2 separate regions of the Zea mays genome follow, and region 1 is linked to region 2. Evidence: chromatin contacts called from public Hi-C data. All regions are on one chromosome and are shown on one strand. The core of a region is the stretch at or near the end of the contact, and the rest is flanking DNA. Distances in the headings are between cores, read along the strand shown.

What was found. A called contact is a pair of places that touch in the nucleus more often than the background predicts.
Region 1: a Hi-C map of tassel shows a contact between it and region 2, with 5 times the contacts expected there. The contact joins the promoter of LOC100285356 here to the promoter of LOC103637435 in region 2. A contact is called at or near these places in 9 of 25 Hi-C or Micro-C datasets (bundle sheath, ear, endosperm and 3 more).

The regions. Positions count from the first base shown.
Region 1 is chr1:83,212,387-83,217,719 of Zm-B73-REFERENCE-NAM-5.0, forward strand. It overlaps LOC100285356 (ABC-type Co2+ transport system, permease component), which reads right to left and starts at 1,953. Exons shown (of 1, transcript NM_001158248.2): 1 at 1,093-1,953. The coding sequence starts at 1,892. The coding sequence ends at 1,248. It overlaps LOC103637470 (C-terminal binding protein AN), which reads left to right. Exons shown (of 7, transcript XM_008659655.4): 6 at 503-619; 7 at 759-1,123. The coding sequence ends at 830. It overlaps LOC100384693, which reads right to left. Exons shown (of 6, transcript NM_001177169.2): 1 at 4,633-5,333; 2 at 4,119-4,223; 3 at 3,855-3,977; 4 at 3,142-3,538; 5 at 2,832-3,038; 6 at 2,515-2,745. The coding sequence ends at 2,677.
Region 2 is chr1:82,980,140-82,985,149 of Zm-B73-REFERENCE-NAM-5.0, forward strand. It overlaps LOC103637435 (protein LAZ1 homolog 2), which reads right to left and starts at 3,237. Exons shown (of 5, transcript XM_008659634.3): 1 at 3,152-3,237; 2 at 2,672-2,965; 3 at 2,510-2,566; 4 at 2,308-2,416. The coding sequence starts at 2,842.

The sequences.
Region 1 (5,333 bases), core at 703-3,202, 230 kb after region 2:
TGCTAAACTGCTCTCCTTGTTTCATCCTTTTTGTTGTTTTTGATGATGTACATGTGCACTTTATCATACTTGATTTGTAGCTTCAAGCTTAAAAGGTTGAGAATCGTAGCTACCATGTTTGGTTTGTACTAAATTACTAATTACCCATGCATATAACCCCATATTCAGTGTATTAGGAATTGAAAAGATATCTCCAGAGTTCCCATATCTTATCTGCATTTAGTGTACACTACAGTCTACAAGGCGTCTTTGTTCAATTGGCAACCAAAATAAATGGGGGGTGATTCATGAGACAGACAAATCTAATGTGGAACATAAAGCAGATTAATTAGTCCATTACGGGCATGTAGCCATCTCATGTTTGTCTAAATAACCTTCCAAGACAGTTTGTCAAATGCCAAATAAAAGAGAATGGGAAGTAAATGTGTTCATCTTCTAAAGTGAAATATTTGATCGCCGTTGATGTTTCTAAATGTTGGACTGTCTTTTATTGCATTGTCAGGCTAATAATAAGATGGAGTTCGTCTTCGCAAGTCATTCTTTTGATGTTTGTGAGAGCTGGATGCTGGAAGGGTGCCTTTCAGAATACTGCAAACTTGTTAATCGCAAAAATGCTATGGTACGTTCATTCATCCTTGCCATTCTAAGCAGGATAAACTTAACATACACAAATATCCCCAGTAGTCAGACGAAACGAACTACTTGCACTGATTCCATGTGTTGTTTATACCTTTCCTGGTGGTTAATTTTTTCTGAAGGCTGTACTTGGGGTCTATATTGAGGTCCTTGGAGCTCCGAGTGAAGATGGTGTCGTTCGGTGGCTTGATTAATACATCAAGGCTATGCTATATTTAGAGAACATTTTAAGGCTATGTTGTTTCTATAGAACAATTTAGGCTTATGCTGCCAACTGCTATCCTCGGGTTAGGTCTTCTCTGAGTCTCTCTTGCCAAGTCTCAGTTTTGGCTGTTCTACTGCATCTGCATGGACATGGACTCGCAACGCAGTCTTTTTTAGTTTGTTTGTTTTTTTACTGTCTGTTTGTTGTAAGCTGTGTCTATTGTATTTTAATTATACAGTGTGACAAGCAATCGCTATTATAGTATTCTCTATTCAAAATTCAGTACTTGTGTATTACTCAGCTAATTTATATTTTCTTTTTACTGAAAGGTAGGATCGATACCCCCAACGAATATTACATGATCAGTAGCAAGGTGCGCAAGATTTTCAGTCTCATGTCCAGCCGGTCATTTCTTCTTCTGCTTTGCCTTCTGCTTCTCAATCTCTTCCTGCCACAGCACGGGCCAGTTGGCCCGGGCCTCGTCGATGCCGAGCAGCGACCCTTCCTTGTCGGGGTCCCAGCTAGCCGACAGCGTGCCGTAGGCGATACCCAGCGCCGACGTGCCGAAGGCGACGAGGATGGTCAGCAATGGCACCCACGATGGCACCACCACCCCCTGGCCGCGCTTGAGCGCGTCGTACACGTTGAGCAGCGCGACGCCCGACGCCATGGGAAGGCCCACCGTGAACGCGATCCGGCGCAGGATGCGGTCGAACACGGGCTGCGGAAGCTCGTCGTCGTCGTCAACCTCGCCGTTGCTGCCGCCGCCGTCTTGCTTCGCCAGGGACGCTTCTTCCATCCCCAGGAGCTGCTGCTGCCGTTCCTGCACGTCCTGCTGCCGCCGCCGCTCCTGTTGCTTCTCCTTCCGGGTGGTCTTCTTGGACGGCGTCTCGCCGGAGCTGAAGCTGCTGTCCGTGGCCGCCGAGCGGATGGCTGGGGCGCGCCGTCGTTTAGAGAGCGGTGAGAGGCGGCTGTGTGTGGAGTTGAGAGCCCATGGGCGGTGGGGTGGTTTTGCGGTCGGGGTAGCCGCTTGGTGGAGTAAGGCGGCCATGGCTATCCTCCGCGTGGCTTCACCGTCGGAAACGACGACGAGCTCTCACGCGCGGTATGGTGTTTTAGTGCGTGGTTTCGCCGATGATAAATGGCCTTATCGCCTTGAGCGAGCTGTGGCGCGTAGTACATGCGTTGGAGATAAGATAATGCCTTTTGGTTTCGCATGACACAGATCGGCCGGCCCCACAGGAAAATATCTCGTGCGGACCCACAGCAAATATCCCAGGTCAGGAAACGCAGACCCTGCTGCTAGTGAAAAGGGCGATGTGAGGATATGAGATGGGGCTCAAGTCCGGGCCGTGTATGGGGAGGAGGCCCAAGCTGGACAAATTTTAGTATCCAGGCCAGCTCAAAAAAGAACATGTTTTTCAGTTTAGGGCCCGTTCGTTTGCATAGGAATAAACCTAGATTCGTTCCAGCTCATCAAAATTTATATAAATGAGAGAAATAATTTGGCTAGGAATTATTCCGGATCTCCAATCAGTGGAAACCGAACAGGGCCTTATAGTGCTCGGATTCAGGTACTGCGCAGCACCATGTGATGGTTCTTCCTTCACAAAGTGGCAACTGGCAACGCATAGCGGGCTGATGGAGGAGGATTAGCTGGTGGCACTGTTGTTGATGATCAAGAATACCGTATGCCTGTTATTAACCAAAGGTGTCACATACGTACAATCTTACAAGGCAAGAGATCTCAACTTGTACCAAAAACATCTTGCTATTATTAACATCCCTCCCAGTGTCCTGTCCCTGTCCCAGACTGCTGCCCTGCCTCCCATCCATCACCTGCTGTGTTCGCGTTCGTAGCTATCCGACTCCCGAGGAGACAGATCCCGCGCGAGCTTGAATTCCTGCAGGCATTTTCAAAGCGGTCACTGTCAGAGCGAGAACACCGTGAAGCTCAACCTGACATTACACACACGGGGCATCGCCGTACGTCTCTGAGAATCTGGTCGTCTTCGAGCATATGGACCACGTGCGCCATCGTGGGTCTCTGGCTGCCGTCCGGGTCCACGCACCGGAGCGCGGCCAGGACCGCCCGCTTCAGCGCCTTGGACGGCGGCGGCTCCGGCAGCCTCGGGTCCAGCACCTCCTCCACCCTCCGGTCGGCGACCATGCGCTTCAGCCACTCCACCAGGTTCACCTGAGGAGAGAAGAGCAGCAGCGATCTAGAGCATGTTTGGACACATGCATGGAGCTAACGAGCAGTAGCACATGCTTTCAAACACCAATTAGTGGTAGCCCACCTCGTCGGCTGGTCTAGTGTAGTCCACTGGAGTCCTGCCGGTCATGACCTCCATCGCGAGCACTCCGAAGCTGTAGACGTCGCTCCTCTCGTTCAACATCCCGGTCTCGGCGTACTCCGGCGCCACGTACCTGCAACGCACGCGGGAGACGATGACGAACTCCCTTGAACTGAAACAACAGCCCTCTCTCCCTGCGAAAAAAAAACAGAGAAAAAGCGACACCGACCCGAACGTTCCCACGACACGGGTGGTGACGTAGGACCTCTCCGAGCAGAGGAGCTTGGCGAGCCCGAAGTCCGACACCTTGGCGCTCCACTGCCGGTCCAGGAGGATGTTGCTGGACTTGATGTCGCGGTGAACTATCTTGGGCTCCAGACCCTCGTGGAGGTAGGCCAGCCTGAAACCTCACAAACTGTACATGAGTGTCTCCGTCTGCGTAGAAATCCAGGTTTCGACAGCTGTGACAAACTGGTACTACAGAGGACACAGGAGCAGAGGGCAGGCAGACAGTGTTGCTTTCAGACGCAACTCGCCACTCCCCCTAATCATGCCCATTAAAACAGCAAGACCAGTACTGCCGTGCCGTGTCAACAAAGTGCTAACGTTTTCTGGCCATCATAATTTCAGTCCGGAGGACATTAGATGGATGGGCAGGGCAGGCAGGCTAGTAGTGAAGAAGTACGGATAAAAGCAAAAAGAAAGCGTTGTTTTACCCTCTGGCCGTTCCAAGGAGTATGCGCATCCTGATGTCCCAGGTCAGTGAGCTGGTTTCGCTGTCGTCGTGGTGCAGCCACTTGTCCAGATTACTCTTCTCCATGTACTCGTAAACAAGCATCCTGAAGTGACGATGGGGGGGGGGGGGGGGGGGGGGGGGGGGGGGGGGACACAACAACTCTTTGGATCAACGTACTGCCGATGAGGTACATTCATGTCTCGTTTAGATACAATGGTAATGGTAATGGTAATTTGCACTGTACCTGCAAGCTCCCTCGCTGCAGTAGCCGAGCAAACTCACCAGGTTCTTGTGCCGGACGCGCCCGATTGTCTGAACCTCCATTCGAAAATCTTTCTCGGCCTGACCCCTGATCAAGTATACAGCAACTGATGATTTTTTTTTTGTTGTAAAATGATCGATTCATACGATCACTGGCGTGGCTAATTACGCGGTTCATCTGACACTGATCTGAAGAGTGGATAGAACTTGAATTTGTTTGTGTACACAGGAGGAAACGTGAAGCAATTTAATCCAAATCGAAACGTGCCAACCACCTCGATCTATTCTCGCGGGCATCAAGCACATATTTGGTGATAATAAACTTTTCTTTTTTAAAAAAAATGAAACGAGAGGTTTTTCAGCATCAGATCCAGCAAGCAAAAAAACTGAAAAATACGATCGCGACCAGACTAGAAAAGCTTTGCGTGTAGTTTCTGCTCACGCTTCGGAGTTCGGATCCAACCGAACAAATCCTGAAGCGGAGGGAAGAAGCCAACCTGTTGTTGTGGAGGTTTTTGATGGCGACGGCGGTGCCGTCGCGGAGCACGCCCCTGAACACGACGCCGTACCCGCCTTCGCCCACCATGTTGGCGGCGGCGAGCCCGCCCGTGGCCTCCTCCATCTCGCGGCGCGTGTACCGCCGGCCCCACCCGCGCCGCGCCGCCTCTGGAACCTCCGCATCGCTGCCGCCCTGGTCGCTCGCGGTGCTCTCGCCGCTCGTCGAATTCGCGAAATGCTCCGCGAGGATCAGCGGCGCCTTCTGCTCCGCCTTGATGGCCTGGATCGGCGGCTGTTCGAACGAAGCGGGGCGCCAGCGAGCGGCAGCCTCCTCGGCGTCCTTGTTGGCCGGCGGCGGGAGCGGCGGCATTGTCGCTGCTTGATGGTGCGCATGCACGCGGTGCTTGAGGGACTTGCTGGCGCCGGGCCGATGCGGGCACGGGGCCAGGCGCGGTGCGCGGCGCCGGCTGCAGCGGCGGCAGAGGCAGACGGCGAGGCAGAAGAGGGCGAGGGCGGCCGCCGCAGCGCCTGCGGCGACGAGGACCCAGGCGCGGAGGCCGAGGACTGGGGTGCGCTGCGAGAGCCAGGCTCTCGGGACGCCGACGCCCAGCACGGACGCCGTGGCCCCCTGCTGCTGTGGATGGAGATGGTGGCGCGGCGGCGGCGGCGGCGCAGGCGTGGAACGGGGGTGGCGGCCCTG
Region 2 (5,010 bases), core at 1,987-4,486:
AATTAAGTATCAACAATATTTGAGTTGTATTTTCGGATTTTAAGGCTTCTCACATTGAGAAGCAACAGAAGTACAGAACATTTCTTAAATCATTAGTCAAGTACTATTGCATTTTAGACATTTTTGTGTAAAATAAACAATGAGCCAAATTTCGGATGATTGCGTGCGAGTTAGCATCCACGGGTTGAAATAGAAAATCACACACCCATACCCGTAAAACTTCATATTGGGTGCAGATGCATCCACGAGTCAAAATCGTTACCCATATACCCGCACATATCGGGTCGAGTACCCATCAAGTTTTAGGTCTACACGCTAAATTGCGGTGAAAGAAAGGTGTTCCGTTTCTGGTGCAAAATTGGCAACGGAAATGAACTAGCTTAGTATGTGCTACCACATTGCACTAGAAACGATCTAGACAACTATGGCGTGTTTGGTTTCTTGTCTAAGCTAAGGCGGCCCCACAACTCGTCTATGGTTAACCGCTCGAATGAAATTAATAACTAAGCTTAGACAGAGAAATTAGGCAAGTTGTGTGGCGCATTTGTCCATTCTACTTCTAATAGAACCTTCAAGAGGAATGAACGTACGTGCTGAGTCCATTATTTACCAGTAAAAAATAATTTAGTTTGGCGCACATGAAAAGTAACCGAAAACATATATATTGGCCATCTTTGTCATCCATCTCTCATTTTCTTGAACAGCTCCGCTTGTATATCTACTTTTACGAGATGTGGTCCGTCAACAGAAATTTGTGATGGTTTTAATCATCTCGATTCTCTGAATCTCTCAGTTCAGCCTTTTAAATAAAAATGCTTTGAATTATGGGTGCTTGTTTCGTAATGATAAGGCTAACTGGGTATAGAATTTGAGAGTATTGTGATTCAAGCAATAAAAAACAACTCGAGTTGTTCGTTTTATGTGGCCTAGCCAAGGTAGCAGCTAGGCATACATATTCAGCATGATTAGTTAATTAGGTGGCCGAGTGTGGTCTAAGTCGTGTGAGCATGGCTCGCTAGAAACGGAACGATCCTAGGTACCTAGGGTACCTACGCATGCAGTCTATGCAGTCTGGAGAGGTGATTTTTTGGCAAACCCTGCATCTGCAGATGCAGGCTTAGCGTCACATACACAGTTAAGTAAATAGGAGTTGTCCACCTAGAGAATCAGATGCCTAGGAGCAGACTCTGTCTTTAGGCAAAGATGCCTTAAGTACATGGCCTCTCGAAACCCAGACGGAAAACTTCAACGGACAAAAAACAGTGAAGCCCCGGGCATTAATTGTATTGCTATGCGCTAGCTCGTCATAATTAGAGCTTGTTCGGTTAGCTCTCGATCCATGTGGATTGAGTGAGATTGTGTGAGTTTAAATCATCCTAAGTAAGTCAAACTCTTTCTTAATTTTTCAATCACATCCAATCCATAGGTAATGATATTAATCGAACAAAGCCTTAGATGGAAACTAACCTCACGAAGTAATCGTGGTCTCTATCATTATATTTATATCACATACGTATCTACATAAGCATCCAACGCATGTGAAAGCTATATTTTTTTCCCCAAATGATCATCTTTATATAAATTATGTAACAGTCCTAGGGCTAGTTTGATATCTCCATTTTTATAATGGATTTTTATTTTTCAAGAGAAATTAGTTCAATTTTAGGACTAGTTTGGTAATTACATTTTCCAAAGGATTCTTATTTTTCCAAGGAAAAATGAACTAATTTCTCTTAAAAATTGAAAATCCTGTGAAAAAATATGATTTGCAAACTAGCCCTTAGGGTTATTCAAAACAAATGATTTTCTTCACGTGGATCCTCTCTAAATTCTTTATATCAAACCAGGCCTTAGGGTTTCTCAATACCTACACAACTTTTCCCCAATTTTCTCCGGCCTATAAACGATGGGATACCCAAATACAGATGAGTACAGTACTCCGGCCTATAAGAGGACTGGGCTGACCAGAGATCCTATTGGGCCGTCGAGTGTACTACTGCACGACACCTTTTTTTGTGTACATCTCTATCCGTCTCTCAATTCTACGAGGTAGCCCAGTACTCCAGTTTGAGGGCCCAATAGATACCGCAAGCGTGTTGACAATATAGGCCGTAACGGAAAAGATTCTGTGACAATATAGCCCAGTACTCTAGCTGTGGGGAGAGCATAGATGTGTACGTAGCTGATCAGTGATCATCACAAGATTACACTACAGCGATTCGATCCCTCTAGAGGACTAACGGAAAAGATTCTGTGATTATATATATATATATATGCAGATTATTACTGTGCAGCTGCTTTACATACCAAGGCAAGCCACCAAGTATCGTCCGAAGGCGTACAGAGCAAAGGCTTCGTAACAATTCCGTAATATATCACAGGCCAGAGAGAGCTTCGAGTTCCACAGTGAGATTATCTGGAAGGAGGAAATTGGATATCAATTCATGTCAAGAACTCAAGATTGATGGGTTGCAAACTACGTACAAACCCGCTAGCTGCTAGTGCTTACCGATTCGCAGGCATAAACAGGCACCATGAACAGCACAGCTATGATCCACTTCTGTTCCTGCAGGATTCCAGCATGCAGGAGAGTGCATCAGCACAATCGTCCAGCAGCACGCACGGATAACAACAAACAAGCCATCCCTATGAACATCAGTTAGTTACTTACAGCTGGATCGCTGTAGGATCTGAGGTGCTGCAGGATGAGCCAGAGCGAGATGAGGAGCGCCACGAGCGCGAACGGCGCGCCAGTGAGCACCGCCGGGCCGTGGACGTTGCCGTACAACCCCCGGAAGGTAGAGGATGATGATCCGTCAGATGCCATCGCCTCATTCCACATCCAATCCAAGGCTGTCTGCACCAACGACTTCTCTTGGGCTCTGCAGCACAGCTCTCAGGCCACAGGGGAGGGGAGGGAACACCCGAGTAACACTTGGCGGAAGAAGTTGGGTGGGGGGATCATCTGCAGATCAAGTACTCCGCGGCGCGGCAAGTGAATTGAGCCCGCCACATGTTGGACAGATTGGAGTTCAAATACCCCCAACAAAAAATATAAACAGAGGGGACAATTAATGGATTCGAGTGGCGGCGGCAGGGAGAGAAGGAGACGAACAACGCATCCACGCAAGTACAAGAGGGGTATCCTTACCAATCGGAGCTGGAGCGGAGGGAGATCTCCGGTCCACCGCCACTGGCTGCACGGCTGAATGAGGACACGACGACTATAGATGTACATGAGGCACGGGCCCGTTAACCCGGCCCGAGGCCCGTTTTTTTTTTGGCCCGGTTCGCGCCCGGCCCGGCATGTATGGGATGGGTCCGGGCTGGCACGGCCCAGTGGAGCAGGCCGTGTCTGGGCCGCTGGCCAGGCACGTGGGCCGGCACGGCACGGCCTGCTCCACGCGGACAGCCCGGTCGGGGTCCGTAGCCGACGTCGTGGCCCTTACTGAAAGTCGCCTAGAAGGGGGTGAATAGGGTGAAACTGAAATTTACAAATATAAACACAACTACAAGTCGGGTTAGCGTTAGAAATATAATAGAGTCCGCGAGAGAGGGTGCAAAACAAATCGCAAGCGAATAGTGAAGTGAGACACGCGGATTTGTTTTACCGAGGTTCGGTTCTCTCAAACCTACTCCACGTTGAGGAGGCCACAAAGGCCGGGTCTTTTTCAACCCATTCCCTCTCTCAAACGGTCCCTCGGACCGAGTGAGCTTTCTCTTCTCAATCACTTGGAACACAATGTTCCTACAAGGACCACCACAAGATTGGTGTCTCTTGCCTCAATTACAAGTGAGTTTGATCGCAAGAAAGAATCAAGAAATAAGAAAGCAATCGAAGCGCAAGAGCTCGAAAGAACACAAGCAAATCTCTCTCACTAGTCACTAAAGCTTTGTGTGGAATTTGGGAGAGGATTTGATCTCTTGAGTGTGTCTAGAATTGAATGCCTAGCACTTGTAAATGGTTGGAAGTGTGAAAACTTGGATACCATGAATGGTGGGTGGTTGGGGGTATTTATAGCCCCAACCACCAAACTAGCCGTTTTGTGAGGCTGTCTGTCGAATGGCGCACCGGACATGTCCGGTGCGACAGCCACGTCACCAGAGCCGTTGGGTTCTGACCGTTGGAGCTCTGACTTCTGGGCCCGCCTGGATGTCCGGTGGCGCACTTGACATGTACTGTAGAATGTCCGGTGCGCCAGCATGGGCGTGCCTGACCTCTGCGCGCGCTGGCGCGCAATAAATGCGCTGCAGGTAGCCGTTGGCGCCTGAAGTAGCCGTTGCCCCGTTGTTACACCGGACAGTCCGGTGTACACCGGACATGTCCGGTGAATTATAGCGGAGCAGCCGAAGCGAATTCCCGAGGCTGGCGAGTTCCTGAGGCCGCTCTTCCTTGGAGCACCGGACACTGTGAAAGGGAAATGTGCCCTTGGGCCATTTCTAAGTATTTTGGTGATTGAGTGTCAACACAAGTGTTTAAATATGAATCTATGCCCATGGGTGAACAAAGTGCAAATCAAGAGCAAAGGTATGTTTCTAAGTCTTAGTACATTGGTTTTGTGTACTAATATATTTGTCTAAGTGTTAGAAACAGAAAGAAGAAGAAAAGAGAAGAGTTGGCTGTGTACAGCCAAAAGGCTGGTTCGGTCTGGGGCACCGGACTGTCCGGTGGTGCACCGGACAGTGTCCGGTGCGCCAGGTTGCCTCGAGCGAAGTGGTCGCTCTCGGGAATTCACCGACGGCGTACGGCTAAAATTCACCGGACTGTCCGGTGAGCCAACTGTCGGCCGGGCCAACGGTCGGCCGCGCGATCTGCGCGGGACACGTGGCCGAGCCAACGGTCGGAAGGGGGCACCGGACTGTCCGGTGTGCACCGGACATGTCCGGTGCGCCAACGGCTCCCAGATCTGCAACGGTCGGCTTCGCCAATTAAGGAAAGGAATCGGGCACCGGACACTGTCCGGTGTGCACCGGACTGTCCGGTGCGCCCGACGACAGAAGGCAAAGATG